Regions from separate parts of the Sus scrofa genome. Here region 1 is linked to region 2. Evidence: chromatin contacts called from public HiChIP or PLAC-seq data. All regions are on one chromosome and are shown on one strand. Each heading gives the region's core, a stretch centred on a gene start, on an enhancer-like site or on the middle of the called end of the contact. The rest is flanking DNA. Distances are from core to core; before and after follow the strand shown.

Region 1 (6,773 bases), core at 2,994-5,493, 81 kb before region 2:
CATGAGGTTGCAGGTTCAATCCCTGGCCTCATTCAGTGGATTAAGGATCTGGCGTTGCCGTGAGCTGTGGCATGGGTCGCAGACACGGCTCGGATCTGGCACTACTGTGGCTGTGGCGTAGGCCGGCTACAGCTCTGATTAGATCCTAGACTGGGAACCTCCATATGCCATGAGTGCAGCTCTGTTAAAAAAAAAAAAAAAAAAAAAACCTAGAACCCAGATCTTGGCTTTTAAAACTATTTCCCAAGAAAATGAATCAGATTCTTTCTGGCTGATTCTAGGGCTGGGGCAGGAAATGGAAATATATAAGATATTCCTGGAGCATCTTTTAATGCTATAAAGTAAGGAAGTGATTTTTTTAAAAGCTCACAGTAATCGAGATATGTCAAAGGAGCACAGGAACCAGCTAAAAGAGCTCCCAATGGCCAAAGCTGAAACAATTTGAAGAACATAATAACCCAAAGTATAAATACAACCAATGTGAGCAAATGACTGAATAAAGTAATATACGGAGAAAGAGACAAATCTGCCATGGAGAGGAAATCCAAAAAATTTATATAAATACCCCACACTCAAAAAAAAAAGAAGCATATTCTCCACTCCTCAAGCAATGGGCTGGATGCAGTGACTTCCTTCTAGAAAACAGCAAGGAAGGAAAACGAGTAAACTGTCAGTGCAGAAAACTAAGAAACACTACCTCAACCAGGTTGATCAAGATCAGTATCAACAGGGTATATCATGTTAATAGTACATACCTTTTATACTATGTGATAAAAATACATGTGAGAATTACCTGATGGCTCAGTGGGTTAAGGATTCAGCATTGCCACTCCTGTGGCTCAGGGAGCTGCTATGCCATGGGTTTAATCCCTGGCCCAGGGACTTTTGTGTGCCACGGGCATAGCCAATAACATCAAATAGCACTTTACCTTTGTGGTCTTCCTCCTCCAAACCCAAAACCTCAGTCTGATCAGGAGAAAAATATTAGACTATTTCCAATAGGGGACATTTTACAAAATACCTGTACTCTTCAAAATTATGAAAGCTATCAAGGAGTCTAACAAACTGCCACAGCAAAAAGGAGCTTAAGGAGCCGTGACAACTAAGTGCAATGTGGCACACTAGATGGCAAATCGTGGAATGGAAAAAGGACATTAGATAATAACTAAGGAAATCTAAATAAACTATGAACTTGAGTCGATAATAATGTACCAATACTGGCTCATTAACTAACAAATATTAATCTAAGATAGTAATCAGAGGTGAAACTGAGTATGGGGGCATATGATAAGTCCCTTTACTACCTTTATACTTTTTCCATAAATCTAAAACTGAACTAAAAAATAATTTTTTAAAAAATCCCATTTAAGACTGTATCTAGAAAACGTTGGAGAGGCTGTAGTGAAGCATGGAAGACCGTCACACCTTCCCTGGATATACTAAACCTAAAACGTTTACAACTATTCTGCTACAGAACTTTTCTTAAGAAAATATTTCCAATCACTAACAGCTGCAAACAATTTCAAGCAGTAATTCCTAGCAAAGATGTACTACAAGTGATGTACTTTAACTAAAATTCCACTTTTTCCCTTTAAATACCATTGCAAATGTCTTAAAGTTTGTAACCTATCATTAACTGATGTTGTTTTGTGATGATCCAAAAAACTACCCAATATGTTTAATACAACTCAGAAAAGCTAACTTAGATTTTATATAAATCAAGTCAGTGCTAAAATATTCATCCAACAATACTTCGAGCATCTAAAGAGATACCTGGAAAAAGACTGTCAACTTTTATTCCATATTCTGTATTTTAAACCATGGTTCGAGTGAGCTGGTGCAGAATTAAAATAGGTAAATGAAGAAGAGAAGAGTCTGGAGGAGAAGAAGAATAAAAATAGTGGGTGAACTGTGTGTAATACAGTGTAAGAAAAAGAAAAGACTAGGATTTGAAATGTATCAGATAAAAGCACTGAAAGCAAAGAGTAGGAAGCCTATGTCAAAGCACGAAAAAAGTAAAGGACTGATATTTGAAAAGTATTAGCATAGCTAAAAAGTTGAAAGCAGGAAGAGCAAGAGGTAAAAACAAGACAAAAACCTTTACATCTGATCAGAAACAAGGTGATCTGAATTCAACATTAGATTCCTGATAAGGAACAAATAAAAATAAATCATTTTGAAGAAACTTCTCCCTAAATATCACTTAAAATATTCCTACAGTATTTTTTAAAAGGCAGAAAATTACTATATTTTCAATATATACTATATATTCAGTGACATTGAAAAGTGAAAGGAAAAAAAAAGACTACAAAGAGAATCTATCAAACATTGTGCACAGTGATTATCCCACAACAGTGGAACTAAAAGCAAATTATGTTTCCCTTTCTTTTTTTCTTCTGTGAAGTGAATGGCTTGTGGAATTTTAAAAAGTCTTAATCTCTGAATTCTGCACTAAAGGCATTCTATAAAACGTTGTACATCTGTGAGACATTCTACCCTACCCTTTACATGGCAAGTCTACAAAGTGCATTATTTTTCAAAATGGTAAGTAAAAATGTGATCCCATGACTTAAAATTTTCCACACCAGCAACTTAACTATAGTAGTATGTCCAGAAAACTCCAATTACAAATATAAAATTTATACTAGGTGAGAAAGGATGGCATTGACTTTCATTTTCAATGACCACATGATCCAAGGTACACATTCCAAAACCTAGGTCGCTGGAGAAAAATGGTATCCTTTCAAGGAAAATAAATTAGATGCAATACACCATACAGTTACTTTGTCATATGTACATAAAGAAGCCTTCTGGGAACCCTAATTTTTCTATCTCCCCCCCCCCAAAATACCAAAGCCAAGATCAAACTTTTCACATGCATCTGAAACCAAGTTTTATCTGAACTCTGAAGATATCTGTTCCTCTTATCTGAGGCGAGAACTGAAACCTTAAAAAGAAAAGCAATAACACATTTCATTGAAATACGTTTTGTAAAGGTGGATTCCAATTCCTAATGCTCTACCATTCTTGACATCTATGGACTTCAAATCCTGATACCTAATACAGCATCCTACCCTCAGAGAGTCCAGCAGTGGAATGTGTTCTACGGGGAAAGGATCTGAGAAAAAATGCAAAGGGAGAGAACAATCCCTGCAAAGATTCTGCATACAAGTAGTCCTTGAAAGGAAAGTAGAAAGCAAGAGCGAGCAGGGTCTTGGAAATCCTCTGCAAAGGCATTCATTGACAAAGACTCCAGAAGGGCCGTCTTCCCAAAAGTAAAATGGGGAGTGGAGTGAAACCATCTAAGAAAGGACAATCAACAGGAATTAGGAGTGACAACTATGCACAAACAGCAAGGTCTCTTGAATTTAAGGGGGGTATGCGATAGTGGGACTTCGCTGAAAAGTATCCATTGAAAAAGAGCTCCCCTTTGGGGGGGGGGGGGACTGTAGCCCTCTAAACCCCACGTCTAAGACAAACCAGGAGAAGAATACTCGTTCTGGAGTAGCTCCACGGAACAGAGAAGCGCAGGTGTATCTGCGGAAGCTCAGGTTACCGAGAAATAAGACAAGGACACTGTGCATCTCTTCTGCTCACCCCTGCCGGAGCCCCGGGCACGGAGAGCTAGCGGCCGAGGGTCGGCACGGGCTCCGGACGTTCCGGGACCCGCGCGCGGACACGCTCCGGCAGCAGCGCCCTCGCACACCTGGTTGCCGACACCAGTTGAAAGCAGTCAAAGTGAATGAAGGCGGACGAGGTGCCTGGCACCGCTCCACCCCGGCACACAAAGGCGGATTTTGAAAATCGAAGGAAGAGTCCGAGACGACGGACCCCAGCGAGCGCCTTTCTCCGAGGGGCTCTTACCTCGGATCCGCCCTCGGGGCCGCAGCTTCCCCGAAGGCGCTTCGAGCCCACACCCGGCGGGAGGCGGCCGGGAGAAAGCCCTCGAGCCGGACCGCGCCCTCCCAATCCTCCGCGAGCCGCCCAGCCGCCCTCGGCGCCGGCCGAGGAGAAGCGATTTCTGGGGCGAGCTCAGCGCCGGCCTCGCGCTCGGCGAGACCGCCTCGCCCGCCGCCGCTGGGGAAGTCTGGAGCCGTCTGCCCGCTAGCCCGCTCACCCGAGCCGGCCGCGCGCCGCGCATGCCCAGTACCCCCTCAGGGAGCGAGCCAGCGAGCGCGCGCCGCGCGGCCGGGGGCCCGCTCCACTCTCCGGGTCTTGGCAGCAGCCGAAGCGCGGAGTATCTGGTCGACCCCGGCGCAGGAGGTGAACTGGCCCGCGGGGCCGGTGGGCGGGAGAGGAGCAGGAGGAGAGAAGGCAGGGCAGCGCGCCGAGTTATCAAGGCCTCGATCAAAGTCAGACCGACGTACTGAGCCGCCGAGGAGTTTCCAGAAGTGCCCTAGCAGGACCGACGAGCAGCTGGGAGATTGCCAGGAGGGGAAAGCGCTAGGAGAGTTTTGCCCTGGGCAAGAGTTGATGCCTTGGGCGGAGAGGTCGCTCTAGTCCCAGCGGCCAGGGTTCTGGTGTACATTACGGGGCCACTAACCTACCGGCAGTAAACCTGCTGCAGCCAAAGACCCACTAGCCTGCGGCTTTCTCCTGGGACCCTTCCTCCTATTTTTCCCGTTGTGTTTCCTTTTTCTTTCTTTTCTTTCTTTCTTTTTTTTTTTTTTTTTTTTTTTAATCTCTTCAACTCATGCCGTAAACTGGTGGCACCCAAGGGCCTCCATTCGGTCCCTGGGAGTCTCCAAAACCGCGAGTCCTGGAAGCAGCAAGCCCAGACCCGCTTCGCACGCCTACCTTGGATCCCATTTTTCTGGTAGCTCTTGCCAGAAACCCGATGTGGTTTGAAGTAGTGGAGGCTTCTTTCACATAATGCCTCTTGTGACCGACCTAAACCAACCCTCAAAACCTTCTCCTCCGCCTGTAGCGCCCAGTGAGAAGTCCTTGGGTCTGTGAACATTGTGTTCGCCTCTTGAAACACCACGTTTGTTATAGCTATGTTCCCCTTCTTTCTAACTTCTTAAAGGTCACTTGACTCCCAGAAATCAACAAAAGACTACAAAATACACTTGGTTAAAATAGATTGGACCAGGTTGTTTTGTGAAGCAAGGGAGACTCGCAGTCAGGGGAAAAAGATACTTCAGACCAAAGCAGGAAATAAAACCATTACACCAAAAGTTGGAATAGACCTTAAATCCAGTCGGCTATCTTAGGTAGAAATCCTCTTTCCAATATTTCCGCTACACTATCATCCACTTAAACTTTTGCATTGTTGAGAATCTCTATTTTTATCAACATTATGTATAATTATGATTATTTATTATTTTGCTATGCCAGAAACTAAGCAGTTGGTTTTCTTTTTTGCTTTTTCTTCTTTTTAGGGCTGCACCTGCGGCATATAGAAGTACCAGGCCAGGGGCTGAATCCAAGCTGCAGCTGCTGGCCTACACCACAGCCACAGCAACACTGGATCCAAGCCACATCTGCAAACTATAGTACAGCTTGCAGCAATGCCGAAACTTAACCCACTGAGGCCAGAGATCAAACCCACATCTTTGTGATACTAGCCGTGTTCTTAATCTGCCGAGCCATGCCGAACTTCTAGGCAATTTTTAGATTTTTTTCCTAATCTTTAAAATGAAATAGGCTTTATTATATCAATTTAGCAGGAAAATGGAGCTCAGAAGTTTCATTCCTTTTGCCAAAGCCAATGCTGTTGCTAGAATTAAAATCTAAAGTCTGCATTGTTTGATTTGTGAACATCAAATCAAACTTCCCTTAACTTACCAGCTGGTTCTGCCTCTAAGAGCCAAACAAAATTAGTCTCATTTCTTACAGATACTGCAAGTCTTGAAATATGTGAACCAAACTATTAAGTAACTAGTGGATCATCTCATATTTTCCTCTTCTTCAAAATCTCTAGATATTTTCACTTCCCTTAAAATGGAATGGTGCCTTTCACTTCTTTAAAAAGGAATGGTGAGCCTCCATAACCACACTTCATACCCTGCTTTGAATATGCTTTGATTTTTTTTTTCATTTTTCTCAAGTTGTGTACTCAAAAGAGAACACAACATTCAAATGCAATGGGCTGAGATCTGAGTCACAGTGATCAGCAGCCCCTTCGATCCAAGCTTACCTCACAATAGGCATTCCCAAAGTGATCGCTAATAATAACATCTTAAAATCTGAAATTATGTGCTCAAAGATGAAATTTATTAAGGATTAAAGGTAAAAAATTAGGTTTAAACATGAAATTATTTTTAATGTTTTTTGAAAATTTTATTGAACTAGAGTTGACTTACAAAGTTGTATTAATTTCGGCAAAGTAAATCAGTTATATATGAATACATACATCCACTTCTTTTCAGATTCTTTTACCATATAAGTTATTGCACAGTACTGAGTAAATTTCCCCATGCCAAACAGTAGATCCTTGTTACTCACATATTTTGATATAGCAGTGTGTATATATCAAGCCCAACTCCCTAATTTATCCCTCCCCCTCTTGTTTCCCCTTTGGTAAACATAGGTTTGGTTTCAATAGCTTTGAGTCTGTTTCTGTTTTCAGTTCTAGTGTATCATTTTTATTAGATTCCACAAATTAGTGATATATGATATTTGTTTTTCTCTGTCTGACTTATTTCACTTAGCATGATCATCTCTAAGTCTGTTAATGTTGTTACAAATGGTATTGCTCCAAGCTCTTTATGGCTGAGTAATATCCCATTGTGTGTATGTATTCATCCAGTTCTCTGTTGATGAACATTTAG
Region 2 (6,649 bases), core at 2,195-4,694:
CCAGGTCCTCATGGATTCTAGTCGGGTTCGTTAACCGCTGAGGCACAATGGGAATTCCTCCACTTATTTTCATATTCTTCATGGCTTTCAATAAAATTTATTGAAATTTTAGTCCACAGAAGCCTTGAAAATTAATTGAATATGCTCACTTTACTTCACTAGATCCTCTTTTTCCTTGTGCACTACAGCTCATGTCTTAGAAGACTGACATTTTTGGACCTCATCAAAAGGCTTCCTTGCCTTTTGGCCTCTGCAATGGTTTGGCCAATGGGAAGTATGGGAGGATTCTAATAGATATACATTCCCTGTCTTCTTGCCCACTAAGCTGATGATGGATGCCCCAACTGTATTCCTCTCCTGAGCCTTGCAGTTCTTGACCGGTAGTCTTCTCCTGCAGCCAGAGTTCTGTGAAATAAGTTAAATAACTGCTCCCTTTCAGTTTTCCATTCCTATCTATGGTGAGTACCCCATTTTCTCCCTGGGTTTCTTCACCACTCCTCATTGGCTGCTTTTGATACCGACCACTTAGTAAATTCACTTGTGAAACTCTCCTCAATTCCTACATCTCAGTGTGCCAGCTTTTTCCTGCTGGGAAACATACTTTGCCAGACTAATTCTCAAGTACTTTTTATCTCTTGATGCTATTTTATATGGCATTATATAGTTATATATATATACACACACACACACATACATATATATACATATATGTGTGTATATATATATATATATATATATACACATATACATATATATACACACACTTTTTTTTTTTTCTTTTTAGGGCTGCACCTGCAGCATATGGAAGTTCCCAGGCTAGGGGTCAAATCAGAGCTGTAGCTGCCAGCCTACACCACAGCTACACCAATACCAGATCCAAGCTGTGTGTGCAACTTACACTGCAGCTCATGGCCACACACCAGATCCTTAACCCACTGAGCGAGGCCAGGGATTGAACCTGCATCCTCAAGATACTAGTTGGGCTCCTTACCACTGAGCCATGACAGCAACTCCTTATATGGCACATTTTAAAATTACATTTTCTGCTAGTTGCTAGTGTAAAGAAATGCAATTGTTTTCACCATACTTTCTTTTCAAAAACCCAGCAACCCTGTTAAACTCTCATTCATTCCAATAGTCTATATTTAGACCTTTTTAAAAGATCTAAATATAAATACATACAGATTTTTCTACATATATAATCTCCATAAATAATCTTTAATCACAGATCTACAACTTTCTTTGAAATAATTTATGCCTTTTTGGATTATCTAAACATCTAGTACAATGCTGTATTGAAGTGACGGTGGTAATCATTTTTATCTTGTACCAGACTTAATAGGGAATAGTTTAAGTGTTTCATCATTATGTGTGATGTTTCTTTCAGATAGTCTATCAGGTTAAAAGGTCCCTTCTATTTTTAGTATCTAAGATGTTTCATCATGAATAAATGCATATTAAATTCTATCTAAAACTTTTACACAATACAATGAAATATTGATATTTTTCTTTTTTTAGTCTTTTAATGTGGTTAATTATATCATTTACAGTAATCTCTCTTCCAGTATTAAACTGACTTTGAAGCCCACATATTTGATCATGATACATAATACTCTTAGAACTCAGAATACAAATGAATAAGAATTATACGTACTTTAGGAGTTCCCGTCGTGGCGCAGTGGTTAACGAATCCGACTAGGAACCATGAGTTTGTGGGTTCATTCCCTGCCCTTGCTCAGTGGGTTAACGATCCGGCGTTGCCGTGAGCTGTGGTGTAGGTTGCAGACGCGGCTCGGATCCCGCGTTGCTGTGGCTCTGGCGTAGGCCGGTGGCTACAGCTCCGATTCGACCCCTAGCCTGGGAACCTCCATATGCCGCGGGAGCGGCCCAAGAAATAGCAACAACAACAACAACAACAACAACAACAACAACAACAAAAAAGAATTATACGTACTTTAGAGACAAAAGTTTTCAGTTACCTACGCACAATAAGCAACAAATGGCCATGTATTAACATCTTACTGACTAGTTGTTCTAACGAGTTTTATCTTTTATTTAGATGCCTCCATCATTAACGCTTTACTTTACTTAATAATCACTTGTCCAGCATTCACTAAATGCCATTCACTCTTCTGATACCAGAGTAGAAAGACAACAGTGCCACACAATTGCCACTAAGGAGCTCACAATTTAAATGTCAACAGAGTGTGTGTGTGCATGTGTGTAGGAACTTGGGGTGAGGTTGGCACAGAGAAAACAAAAAAGATAGTGGAAAACATATATAGTAAGTGCTGTACTATAAATTAATGAACAAAATGCTAATGAAATAGAATGGGGAAGCACTTCAAGTCTCCATTCAAGTAATTAGACTTGAACGAAGATACATGTTTACTACAAAAAGATGAGGGAGAGGGAAACATTTGCAGACATTTGTGCTGATTAGATATGTATTGGTATGTGCCAAGACATTATGGCCTGGGATAAAGTAGTGAAAGAGACCACAAAAAAAATCTCTGGTATTTTCTGTTGACATCCTAACAAGCATTAAAGGAAAGAAATAACTTGCCCAGAAAAAGGACCCTTCTTGCTCAGGTCAGTTTTTGCATGAGCAATCAATCCATCAACAGTTCTGCTACACCACGGAGTGATATCCAAAGAGGAGAGCCTGCAGGAAGACAACACCAGTATTTCTATTTACACTGAAGTTTAAGGTTCTTCTAATATTTCTATTCTTCTCTATGCACTAATATGCAAATAACTCACAAATTATTCACTATCGCATATTTGGGGGACGGACGCAAGTTTTATTGATGTGGGTATTCATCAAAAAATTTGAGGACCATTGCTCATGGGTCTCCCAACGTCCTCAAAAGATAAACTAATTTAACTGTTTTTAGAGTCGCATAACCCTCACGTCTGAAACACTAACAATGCAAGGTTACACAGCACAAGGGGTGACTGGGAGAAAGACTTTTCTTAAGGGCCTTACTTGTAGACAATCCCAGAGGAGCTGACTATACAACTGCTAACAAAGATTGGAAAAAAAATTCTTAGACGGTGTTTGCTGGTTTGGGCCACCGCTGGAAACAATTCTGGTTGTTCAGTGTAGACGTCTAGATAGCACAGTCCAAACCACTGGACGGCTCAGTGCGTAAACCACAGATGCGGTCAGATTCGGGGTATGACTGAAGCAGGACCCGCTTCCGCACGCCCCCAACTCGACTCCAAACGGCTCAAAAACAGAAAAGCACCCCAAGCTGCTTAGAGCTCAGCGCTAGGATTTTCACCCAGTGCCTGGAACGCGGCCAAGAGCCCTGCGTAGCCAGCGTGGAGCCAGCATCACGTGCTCAACCTGAGCTGATCTCGCGCCTGCGCATTGCGGTCGCTCTCGCTCCAGTACGCCTCTTCTACCCAGCGAACCCGCCTTCCCTCCTGTTCGTCACTTCCGGCGGAGGGTTAGTGTCGTCACTTCCTGCGAGTACCGGTGTGGACGGTGGGGATCGTGGCTGCCGGTTTTCCTGTTCTCCCCCTCCCCTACTCTCCTCCCTCCCTCCCTTTCCCTCCCTCGGCGGCGGTCGACCGCCAGTCGCACACTCCCTGACCCACCCCTAACCCTTTCCTGGTTTCGGGGCCACCAGATTGGCCTTTTTCTGTTTCCCGGCCCAGCGTCAGGGCGTAGGCCTTGAGTGAGAGGCGCTGCCGCGGAGAAGAGAAAAGACGAGACGACCCTCAGCTCTCCTGCGGGATCGCTCGGCTCGCCGCCGCCATGGCAATGAGGCAAACGCCTCTCACTTGCTCCGGCCACACGCGGCCTGTGGTGGATTTGGCCTTCAGTGGCATCACGCCTTATGGCTATTTCTTAATCAGTGCTTGCAAAGGTGAGCAGGGCCGCTGGGCTCAGATGGTTGGGACTGGGCGGAAAGGGAGTGGGGCCGGCACTTCCCATTGCCGAATGGATTGCGGCTTTTGAGATTAGTGGGCTGGTAGGGCGAGTAGTGTTAAGGATTGCGCAGCTGATGCCAGGAGAAGCTTTGGTAAGTTATGCCCCCAACCAAGGCTTCTCATTTTACCTTTTTTGCTATTTCTGGATAAGCTTTACTGTGCACTTGCCCAGACGCCCCGGCCAACACCGTAAATATCTTTAAAGGATTTGGGGAATGCAGAAACTAGGCCAGGCTAAGTAACACTTTATTTTACAAAGACTTTCCACTTCTACTATTTCATTGGATATTCTTCTGTGGTATGGAATTTTTCATTTCCAATTTTCAAGTGGAAGCTGAGACTATTAAGTTTGTCCAAAATAAGGTTCACGTCTAGATTGTTTTGTTGCAGATGAATAGTCTTTCTGCCGCATTTCAAGTCCTTCCCAGAGAGAATGGCCCAGTTCTTCAGTTAATTTATTTCTGGATGTGCCTTAGTGACCCCAGTGAGTGAACAGTTAGACAACAAAAGCAGTTTTCAAGTTTGTTATTCATCACTGTTTGTTTTAAGTTCGGATCCTAGATTTTAAGTAATTTGAGCTTCTACATCACATGTTTTCTTACATATTTTTTAGATGGCAAACCTATGCTACGCCAGGGAGATACAGGAGACTGGATTGGAACGTTTTTGGGTCATAAGGGTGCTGTTTGGGGTGCAACATTGAATAAGGATGCCACCAAAGCAGCTACAGCAGCTGCAGATTTCACAGCGTAAGTGTAGCCAGAAATGGCCACCTTTACAGTTCTCTGTGAATTGTGTTCTGAAATGATCAATAATAAAAGTTCAGTAAAAGTTATTCATAAAGTTCTCATGCACTGCCTAACGTAGAGAACACATGTTGTTTTGATGTCACCAAAATTCCGCCCATATTTTATCTGCTGCTTTCTCAAAATGTTCAGAGACTTAAATGACTTAGTTCTGTATGTCTGGACTGGGACCCAGGAATCTGCATTATTAACAAGCACTTCAGATAATGAATGTTGATGGTCATGCTGGCAAATACTGCTCCACATGTTCTAGCTGAATAATACCTTATACTCCTTAACTTCTTAGTGCTTGATGCCCCACATTTTTAGCCCAGTTTCACTCTCATTTTTGTTAGACATATTTAAGATTCCCAAACTCAGTTATTTTTCATTTTCTAAGTTTCTAAATCATTCTTGATTTTTCTCTTCCATCTAGATTATCATATTTGTTGATTCTGCCAATAGAATGTTTCCTGACCACATTGTTTCTTGTACCTCTGCCACTACCTTAATGGTTTAGGTTCCTAAACTGGTCCTTTCCCATCTCTTCATCAGCCAGTTGTCTTCCTGGAGACAAATAACATAACACTTCTTTACCTAAAGATCTTTGCTTCTGCTTTGTCAGTGGCCCATGACCTTGGGTGTACATTACAGTAACCTGGGAAGCTTTTAAAGTACTCAGATGCATGTGTCTGAGAAGCTCTGGCTTAATTGGTCTGGAGTTGGAGTTCCCAACCTAGGTTTTTTTGTTTTTTAGTTTTTTTTCTTCCCTAAAGTTTTTCTGGATGATTCTGATGTACAACCTTAACCACTAGCCTAAAGGTTAAATTTCATTGTTAGCTCTTTAAAATTTGGCCTAATCCTAGTTCTTGGGCATCATCTGGCACTACACATCATATGCCCCATCATTTGGCTATACTAAATCTAACTGTTGCCAGAATATGCCTTACCTACTCTGATTTTTTTTGCTTTTGTATATGATATTAAAGTGACTTGCGATGACCCACTTTCCCTATCTGGGCATGGGTCACAGCTTATGTAATCTTGGTACCTCTAGTTCCTGATTGTGACTTAGTAAACAATAAAGTGTTTAAGGCAGGCAAGTCAAGGGCTGTTGTACGTGGAATACTCCTTATTAGATTTGAAAGTCTGGAGAGTAAAATTGTCTTGTTGATTTTTTTTTTAATAGAATTTCACATTAAGAAGCGATTCTAAATGTGTTTCTCCTTTGTTGTAAGCAAATTAAACATACCAAGTTTATTATAAAAAATGAAGGCAGATTGATTGAGATAGTGGATACCTGACTGTGCATTTGTTGAAACTCTAGACCTCTGTACCACAGAGTGAGTTTTACTATATGTAAGTTTTTAAAAAATAAATTTAAGTTTTAAGGAGTTCCTGCTGTGGCACAGTTGGGTTAAGAATCCAACTGCAGGGCTCAGGTTGCCGCAGAGGTAGGGTTTGGTCCCAGGTCCCTGACAGTGGGTTAAAGGATCTCACGTTACCGCTGCTGGCTCGGATTCAATTCCTGGTCCAGAGACTTCCATATGCTGCAGGTGCAGCCATTTAAAAAAAAAAAAAAAAAAAAGTTTTTTTGTTTTTGTTTTTTTAAGTAAGGAGAGGGAAATATAATCCCATGCTCATGTGAGATTACATTTGAGATGGTGAGAGATCTATAAGAAAAGTTATAAATGTCATCCTGAGCTTTTTTCTATGCCTTCGGTAAATAGATGTTACTCTGTCTTTAGGCATAACCATTGTAAGGCTTTGCACTTTGACCTGTTGTGATTGTATACAATTCTGATAAAATAAGGAGCTGTTTGGTTTTATGTCAATCTCTTAATGTCAACACCTTCAGGATGACATTGGTTGCTTCTAGGACTTTTGTGTCTGCTAGGAGTTCAGTTTTCTTTGTTTTTTTG

What was found. HiChIP or PLAC-seq counts read pairs in DNA pulled down with a chosen protein or histone mark.
Region 1: a contact with region 2 is called in an H3K27ac HiChIP or PLAC-seq map of alveolar macrophages. The contact joins the promoter of EPS8 here to the promoter of STRAP in region 2. A contact is called at or near these places in 1 of 5 promoter capture datasets (liver), 4 of 47 Hi-C or Micro-C datasets (embryonic fibroblasts, liver and skeletal muscle) and 2 of 2 datasets of contacts at active chromatin or transcription factors (alveolar macrophages and skeletal muscle).

The regions. Positions count from the first base shown.
Region 1 is chr5:56,814,915-56,821,687 of Sscrofa11.1, reverse strand. It overlaps EPS8 (epidermal growth factor receptor kinase substrate 8), which reads right to left and starts at 4,243. Exons shown (of 21, transcript XM_021092301.1): 1 at 3,865-4,243.
Region 2 is chr5:56,733,684-56,740,332 of Sscrofa11.1, reverse strand. STRAP (serine-threonine kinase receptor-associated protein) reads left to right here and starts at 3,444. Exons shown (of 10, transcript XM_003355564.4): 1 at 3,444-3,878; 2 at 4,556-4,691. The coding sequence starts at 3,767.